Linked DNA regions of Rattus norvegicus: region 2 is linked to region 1. The links are chromatin contacts, called in public Hi-C maps. All regions are on one chromosome and are shown on one strand. The core of a region is the stretch at or near the end of the contact, and the rest is flanking DNA. Distances in the headings are between cores, read along the strand shown. Region 1 holds the start of Ddah1 (dimethylarginine dimethylaminohydrolase 1). Region 2 overlaps Ddah1 (dimethylarginine dimethylaminohydrolase 1).

Region 1 (3,882 bases), core at 975-3,474:
ATTTATCCATTCATCAGGCATCAACCCCTGCCGAAGCATCCCACCCAACGACCACTGCCATCTCCTCTGCTGCCAGGAGGTGCCTTACCCTAGCCACCCAGACCATGTGAGGAGTAAAGGCGCTTTGTAGAAAGGTCATGGTAGTGCCTGGAACAGATTAAGATGAAGCCCAAAGCATTTGGGTGGGGGTGGGGGCTTGCTTTCACCCTGGGAAACAGAAGCTGCAGCTCAGTAGCAGAATGCTTAACTACTATGGGCAAAGTCCTGAGTTCAATGCCCTGCACAACACAACAAGAGTTCTGTGTGACCTTTGGCAAGTAGGGGCCACTGAGCTGACTACAGAGTGGAGTCAAATTCTGACACTTAAAAATACCAAAATCTCACCAGGAGAAAGATCACCATTAGCTCTTATATTGGAAAAGCCGAACTTGGAACGTTAATTACACAGATAATATATGATTTGTGTTCCATGAAGATGAACCTTACACAAGTAAGATGGACTGAATAAGGATGGTGAGGGTCAAGAGAAGGGAGAGTCTTGTCAGATGAGCGCCATTTTGAGAGTTTTGATGTCTAGCTCTCCATGGCTACATTCATATTAGGTTAAAGCAGAGTGGGAGACACATGTACAGGCCACACGAAAGGTGACACAGGGAAAGTGGACAGGCTAAGAGAATGATGCCTGTTACTTTTGGAATGTGGGAAGAAGACAAATAGATGGACTTTGATTGTACTCAGACTCCAGGGGTTCACCAGGCAAGCAGAACAAGTGAGAACTAAGCATATGTAAGCCATAAGCCCAAGGCACTACTTCCAACCTGACAGAAATCTCTCCAGATAGGAAAGAAACCACCTGCATCTTGTCACGCTGCTGGATGCCAAGAGTGAGGGAGAATCTTGAGCCTGGGCTCTTTCCTGGCAGTGAGAAAAATCCCAGGCCAGATGGCAATTTAAAATCTAATCTCGTGTGTCTGTGTCTCTCTCCCACTAACCTACATTATTTTTAAAGCAGTTACAAACATTTCTGCAAGATACGATAATGTTAGGCACTCTCTCGTGCCCCTTGAAGAAGACAAAAAGCAGTCTTAATTGCAGAGAGAGAGAGAGAGAGAGAGAGAGATTTTAAAATTACAGAACTTGTTAAAAAAAAAAACAAAAAACAAAAAACTACCACTGCTAATGAAACACACACGCCCAACACCCCGCAGCAAGGACAGCTTTTCAAACCTGGCCCATTCACACACACATTTAAACGCAGTTCAATAACAAAACGCTGAACACATTCGCTTGCCAGGCGCGTTCTTCAAGACTCACTCGCCACCACTGAAAAGTAACTTGGACTTCTCAGATCGCTGGGCACAGACTCTGCCTGATGTCACCCGGCCTGGCCTGGCCTGCCAGGAGTACCCCAAAGGAATCCCCTGAGGGACTTGGGGGACACCCCCCTCCCCAGCCTCGACCTGCCCTCCTGTAGGACCCTTCTCGGTCCTCATTGGCAAGGAAACAGAGCAGCATTGTTCTCAGCGCTGTGTAATTTGCAAGGTAGAAAAGCTGGCGCTATGGGTCCCCAGCCAGCCACCTGCCCTGAGTCCGCGTCACCACACTCCCAACCGAGATCCACTCGAAGGCTCCCCAACAGCCAGAAGGTGTGAACAATGAAGTTATCTGGCTCGGATCTCCCACACCCAGATGAGCCGCCCAGAGTCCCGCAGAGGGAAGTTAGGAACTGAGCCCGTGGGGTGGGTTCCACGCGTGTCCCCCCTCGGCCGCGCCCCTCGCCTCGCCTCGCCTGCCTGGGGGCTGGCCCTTTACCTCCTTCCTGCGGCTAGGCGCCCCGGGGCGGGTGATGAGGGCGGTCTCCTCGCACACCACGGCCACGTCCTCCACGAACACGCAGTCAGGCAGGCTCTCGTCGGCCGGCAGCTGCACCACCTGCAGCCCCAGCTTGCTGCCCAGCACGCCCACGTAGAGCTGGTGCTGGCGCTCAGCGCGAGCGAAATCCACCTCTTCGCCCTGGGAGCGCCTCAGCGCGTGGCGGCACAGGGACTCGGGCGGAGCCCGCACCACGGCGTGGGTGGCCCGGCCGAAGACCGAGGGGTGGCTGAGGCCGGCCATGGCTCGCGCGGAGAGGCGGCGGCGGGGTTTGGCTCGGTGGCCGGGTCTTCCCGAGAGCAGCGCGCGCCCAACCTGCGAGCCTGCGAGCCTGCGAGCGCCCGGCGGCTCCTCTTGGCAGCGGATGAATGTGCTGCTGCGGGAGCCTGGCTCGCGCCCGGAGCCCTGCCCGCGCCACTGAGCATGCCCAGAGCTCCGGGCGCCGGCCCAGCGCCCGCGCGCCTACTCCGGCGCTCCCCGCATCTGCGCCAGGCCAGCCTGGGTCAGTCGGGATGCGGAGGCCAGGGACTTGTCATCAATGACTCTCTCCATGGGTCTAGTGTGTGTATCTCACCGCAGGTGCACGCCTCATATGGTCCCCCATGAGGACCTGAAAATTGGGCAGTGCTTTACTGGACCTGCTGGAGAGGACTTTATGATTAGCCAACCAGGTGAAGGGCCATTGTTTATGGACAAACTTTCCCTCTTTCTTCATCCCTCATCACCCAGCACGTGGAACCTCGGTTCCCAGCGTGGCAGCCTGTCTTCACCCATATTGTCTCGACTTTTTCCAAACTGACCTACTGCTCCACATGAAACTCAGTATTGTACAAAGAATGCATTTCTTTGCACCCACGAGAAAGAGTAACCCAAGAGACAGACACACAGACACAATAAGTATCTAGGAACCTTTTTCCAGGGAGGGGGGAAACCAGCAAAACTTCAAGCCCACAAGGCAATTAGAAGTGGGAGGGAAGCCTTTGGTTTTGCTCCAACACGTCTGTTTAACTGCACTAGGCTTGCCAGTGAATAAAGGAGTGTCTATCTAGAAACCAGCATACCAGCATACCTGGTCTATCTCATCCCCATTCAAGGCTGAAGGCACAGAGATAAACTGAGGGATGATACTGTGGGCTTTAACAATGTCCTATTCCAGGCTTCCCAAGATGCACTTCGAAGTCACTGTTATAATAAACCCATGTTCACAGCAGAGCTTGGACGACATTTCACCCCTGACGGGCTTACAGCACCCTGTCCAAGAAGGATCCACCACTTCATCCAGTTCCCACAACTACCTTAAACAATGGAGACTGCATAACATCAACCCAGCTGTTGCTCACCAGAACTGCCAAACTGGACAAACCTCTCGCCCCTCCCCCAACCCTTCCTCCAGGTAACGCTCTTGTCAGGACTCCAAATGTGGACTTGGGAGTCTCTGAACCCCTTTATGAAGCCACGTTGATTAAATCATTCTCTGCTGTTTACCAACACTCTTCTTTTGGGGACCGGTGCCAGAGCTTAGCCCATGGGGACTCCCTAAAGCTCAGGTAACAAAGAGTGACCCTAGAATGCTTTTCCCAGTACAGTCAGTTCAGAAGAAAATGTGATTCCAATATGTTTGTTTCCAGAGCCTACAGATCTGCCAGAAGCATGGAGCTAGCATTTTGTCCCTACAATAGATCTGTGCACACCGTGACAATTCAGTTCCTTGACCTTGGGAAGGAGATCCCAGCTTCCTTCCAGCCTCGCCCTTCCTTTGGGCACATACCGTTGGGAAATCCTGTTACTTGTTGACCTTCCCTTTTCTTTGCCTCTCAAGAATCTGTGCTTTGTTTGGTAGTGATACAAAACCTGTACTTTTTTCCTCTTCCACACATCACAGTTTAAATAATCTGGGGGATGTGCTCTTCTCAAGGGACCATCTACAAAATCCAGGCCGCACCTCTGAAATAATCTAAGGCAATAGCCTTCTCCCCCATGTGTTGCAGCATATTAACTTAAAGGTCTTTT
Region 2 (3,882 bases), core at 719-3,218, 130 kb before region 1:
AAAACTCTTCCTGGAAAACAAATGGAAACAAAACTCATTGCAACGCAACTTTATTGCTGTATATTCTCTCTCTCTCTCTCTCTCTCTCTCTCTCTCTCTCTCACACACACACACACACACACACCCCTCTGTCCTCTTCCCCTTCTCCCCCTTCGTCTCCCCTACCACCTCCCATCAGGAACAAAGAAAGAAAAACCACTCACTTAGCCCTGAATGGAATGCCATGACCTGCCAACTGGGAAACATGGAAAAAGAAGAAAGGACACAGACACCACTGGGCACCGAACAACTCAAATTTTATTCTGTCTTGATTGGTGTACATTAGGAGTGGGCAGCTGGAAACTAGTGTTGGGGCAGAACTCCTCTGGACTAACGGGTCGTGGGAGACATGGCTGGCTTTGGCACACAGACTGGATAAACCATACACTGGCTGGAAGATGGCAGGCAAGACGATAAAAAAAGCACAGACCTACCACCACACAGAAACTATGTCTGAATTCTGTAGCGTGTTAGGGAGTAACATGCAACCCCACCTAGGCCACACTGTGAGACTAAAGCCTATCTTATTTCCCCTTCTTAGAGACGTAGAGATGTGGCCTTAGTATTCGGGTCCTAGTAGCGTTCCAGAGCAATTAACACACGGCAGAGAGAGAACTGCCACCGATTCTTACAGCAGCCCACCGGTTAAAGACATAACGCTAAATGACACATTGCATCTAGCTCATCTCTTCACTAGACCAACCCACATGGACCCGTTCATTCTAACCCAACCTATATACTTAGTTCAACGGAACTCATGTCTTTACGATGTTAAGAAGCCTTCTTGTTAGTCTTCCCGTCTCCGTGAGACACAAAGGGAACTTGGGTAAAGACATCTTTCCCTTTCATCACGCTGATGAGGACCTCACAGGAGCCGTGCTGCATGTATTTTGAGTTTTCACATCACTGTATCACACAGGGAGTCCAAGAGCAGAATAAGATGGGGAGGAGGCAGGGACTCTCGTCAATTTCTCAGGACAAACAAGGAAAGAGGGATGCAAAAGGAAAGGGGAATGGAAAGCCACCTTTGGTAGAAGAAACTGTCACCATGAAAGAAACCTAATCCCTTGTAATTGACTAAATATCATTGAGGACAGTTCTGGAACCGGGATGATAGAAGAGGCGTCAGTGACAATTATATGCTGGTATGTGTAGAGTGGGCTGTTTTTCCTGTGGTTGATTTTGAGATGGTCACTTCCCACAATTAAGAATTTTTTTTTTTTGCTAGTGTAGGTGGGGTCAACTTTAACCCCTCAAGGCAACCATAATGGCTGAGAACAATTTTTCTTTATGAATTTAGGCAACTGTCTCATATTCCCTTGCCCTGGAGAAGGCATAACTGTTCACCTGTGATACGCTGTGAAATGTGACAGTGACCAGGATATGGTTCATTCACAGGGTGTACAGTTAGATATTGGCATGCGATATGAGTCTAGAGTTAGACAGCAAGGGAGAGATGGAGACCTCTTCAGAGAGGTTGCCAACTAAGAGAAGGGCGGTAAAGGAAGTCTTGATTTTCTCACTTCCGGCCACTGAGGGGGACGAGATGAGGCCCAGTCTCTCTTGCCTTCACTAGAAGAAACACTGATCACAAAGAGAGGTAAGGAGAGCTAGAGCTGACATAGCCTTTGTCTCCCCAACTTTAAATATCGAATGACAGACTGCAGGCTATACAGCCAAGGTAGAAGTGACCAGAAGTTTGATGAGATGCCTGGCTGGGTCACCGTGCCTTGTAAGGTACCATGTCCTTGGCCTGTTTCAGCTTTCAAGAAAGGAATTCCTTTGCTGTGGTATTGTTCCCTGTGAGAGACCTGCGTCTGCTGAAAGTTGTGTAATTTGAAGTTTCGGTTGAATTCCACAGTAAACAGTCATGGATATTTCAAAGGAGACTCACACATTGTTTGAAGTTGACTTTAGGAACCATTTCCTGATTGTGCTCCTAGGCCTTGGGTGGAGGCAGTTCCCTCTAGCTCTTACCAGACCGTCAACAATCATTAGATGTTCTGCCTTTTTTTGAAGGAAATGACTTTTCAAAATCATGGTGATTCTAAGGGGGTAGATACAAGGTTGAGTCAGAAGGAAGCTGAAAAAGGGGGAGGTGGTGGGGTGGAGAAAGACTTTCCTCCACGCTCCTATAGGACCAGTCATGAGGCAAAATCATGGCAGTGACTCAGTCTCTCTGAGATGTACCCATGGGGGTGTTTCTAGGCTTCTGTATCTAACATCCTGTATCAACCACCTGAATTTACCTTCCTAGGTGTGCTAATGGGAAACCCTGTCAGGATGTGCCTCTGTGAGGTCCCTCGTCTCCAACCAGCCACTCTGATTTGCTGGTGGTGGCAGAAGTTGTGGCTGTGAGGAGGAGAGGACTGCACGTAGACAGGGTGGACGTTAGGAGGGTATCCAGAGTTCGAGACCTTGGATAAATCCAGGTTCAAGGTGATTACGAAAGAAGTGAGGAAGGCCAAAGGAAGACCTGGAAGAAAGTGTTTTAGAGGTGAGAAGAGAGGGGAATGGGAAAAAATCCACGTTCTCAGGACTCTCACAGGAACCAAACGCAACTCATGAAGCAAAGAAAGTCCCTTGCTTGTTTATCTGTCTGCCCAGGAGGTCAGTCCTTCAGGATGCCCTGCATCTAAACTATTCCCACACTAAGGACACAGAGGCTGGAGTGAGTGCCTCCACGCTATCAATCACATTCCAATGATTCGTTAGTTCTGTATTTCCTAGGTTGCTTAGTTCATTGAGCAAATGTGTGCACAGGTTAGGGGGCCCCGTGAGGAAGAGGGGGGTGTGGGGAAATGAGGCGATTAAGATTGGAATTCTTTGTAAACAAGAGTTAGTGGCACAGTAGATTGTCAAAGGAAACAGGAGGAATGGGTACAGAGCCATCATCAGCCTGGCCTAGGCCACTCGCCGGCCGCTCGGGAGGGACTCTTCCGCTCAAGAGTCTGTCTTCTTGTTAATAAAAACGGAGCAGCAGGTGAGCAAGCCGTCCACCTTTTCCATCTCAGAATTGCTCACAGGGATCAGTAGATGGTCCTTGAGCTTCTCATAAACCTATGAGGTAGTGGGAGTCGAGAAGGAAGAGGAGAAAGTGCGTTACATCCTGGCATATGCCATCGCCCTCAGGGACAGAGAATTAATTCAGTTCACCTATCCATGCTTTTCAGTCATTTAGGCCCAAGGCACACACGCCCACAGACCCACCCCAGAGCTGACCACCAACGGTTGACCTCTTGTTCTATGCTTTAACTTCCAGATGAAGGATCACCAACGTGACCGCTGCTGGACGTGTCCGCCATGGTCATTCCTGAATCCAGTGCTCCGTCTGAACATCCCCGCCCCTCCCTTCACTTTGATGCACTCCTAACTACACTTTCGTGTTCCTTTCCTGGCTGACTCTACCAGGAAAATGAGACAGAATGTAAGTTGAGTGTGTGCTGCTGGCCACACCGTGTTTAAATTATAGGTGTGAATTTTATAGCATCTTTCAACCGTAATGGAAAGTATGTGTCAAAACATCCAATTAACTGTCCATAGATTCCACCCCCCCCCCCCCAGTGATCAAAAACACACTTTAAAAAACAAAGTTACTTGAAAACGCTGTTTAAAAACAACCCGGCCTCATTCTTTCAGAAACACTGCATTCCTTAAAACTCAGGACACTGGTTAGGGTGCAGGAGCCAGCTGGGCTCCAAATCCAGGGCCATCAACTTACTACTGCCATTTCAGTGACATGGCAGTCCTTCCAGGCTAATTCACTCCTCTGGAAGGCTGGGCCACTACTACTCTAGGGCTGTTCCAGGGACTAAAGACAAGCTTAGGAAGTGCTCTGCACAA

Evidence for each region. Hi-C and Micro-C count contacts between places; a contact is called where the count stands out from the background.
Region 2: a Hi-C map of the A7r5 cell line shows a contact between it and region 1, with 1.9 times the contacts expected there. The contact joins the enhancer-like site here to the promoter of Ddah1 in region 1. A contact is called at or near these places in 2 of 12 Hi-C or Micro-C datasets (the A7r5 cell line and hepatocytes).

The regions. Positions count from the first base shown.
Region 1 is chr2:237,326,154-237,330,035 of GRCr8, reverse strand. It overlaps Ddah1 (dimethylarginine dimethylaminohydrolase 1), which reads right to left and starts at 2,224. Exons shown (of 6, transcript NM_022297.3): 1 at 1,813-2,224. The coding sequence starts at 2,115.
Region 2 is chr2:237,457,022-237,460,903 of GRCr8, reverse strand. Ddah1 (dimethylarginine dimethylaminohydrolase 1) reads right to left here. Exons shown (of 6, transcript NM_022297.3): 6 at 1,263-3,099. The coding sequence ends at 2,983. Among named protein-coding and RNA genes, the nearest start is that of Bcl10, 42 kb to the left of the region's middle. Within about 2 kb of position 1,968, at least 15 of the 93 cell types and tissues checked have an H3K27ac peak or open chromatin away from gene starts, as enhancers often do. A contact at or near this core is called in the A7r5 cell line, where this site is marked.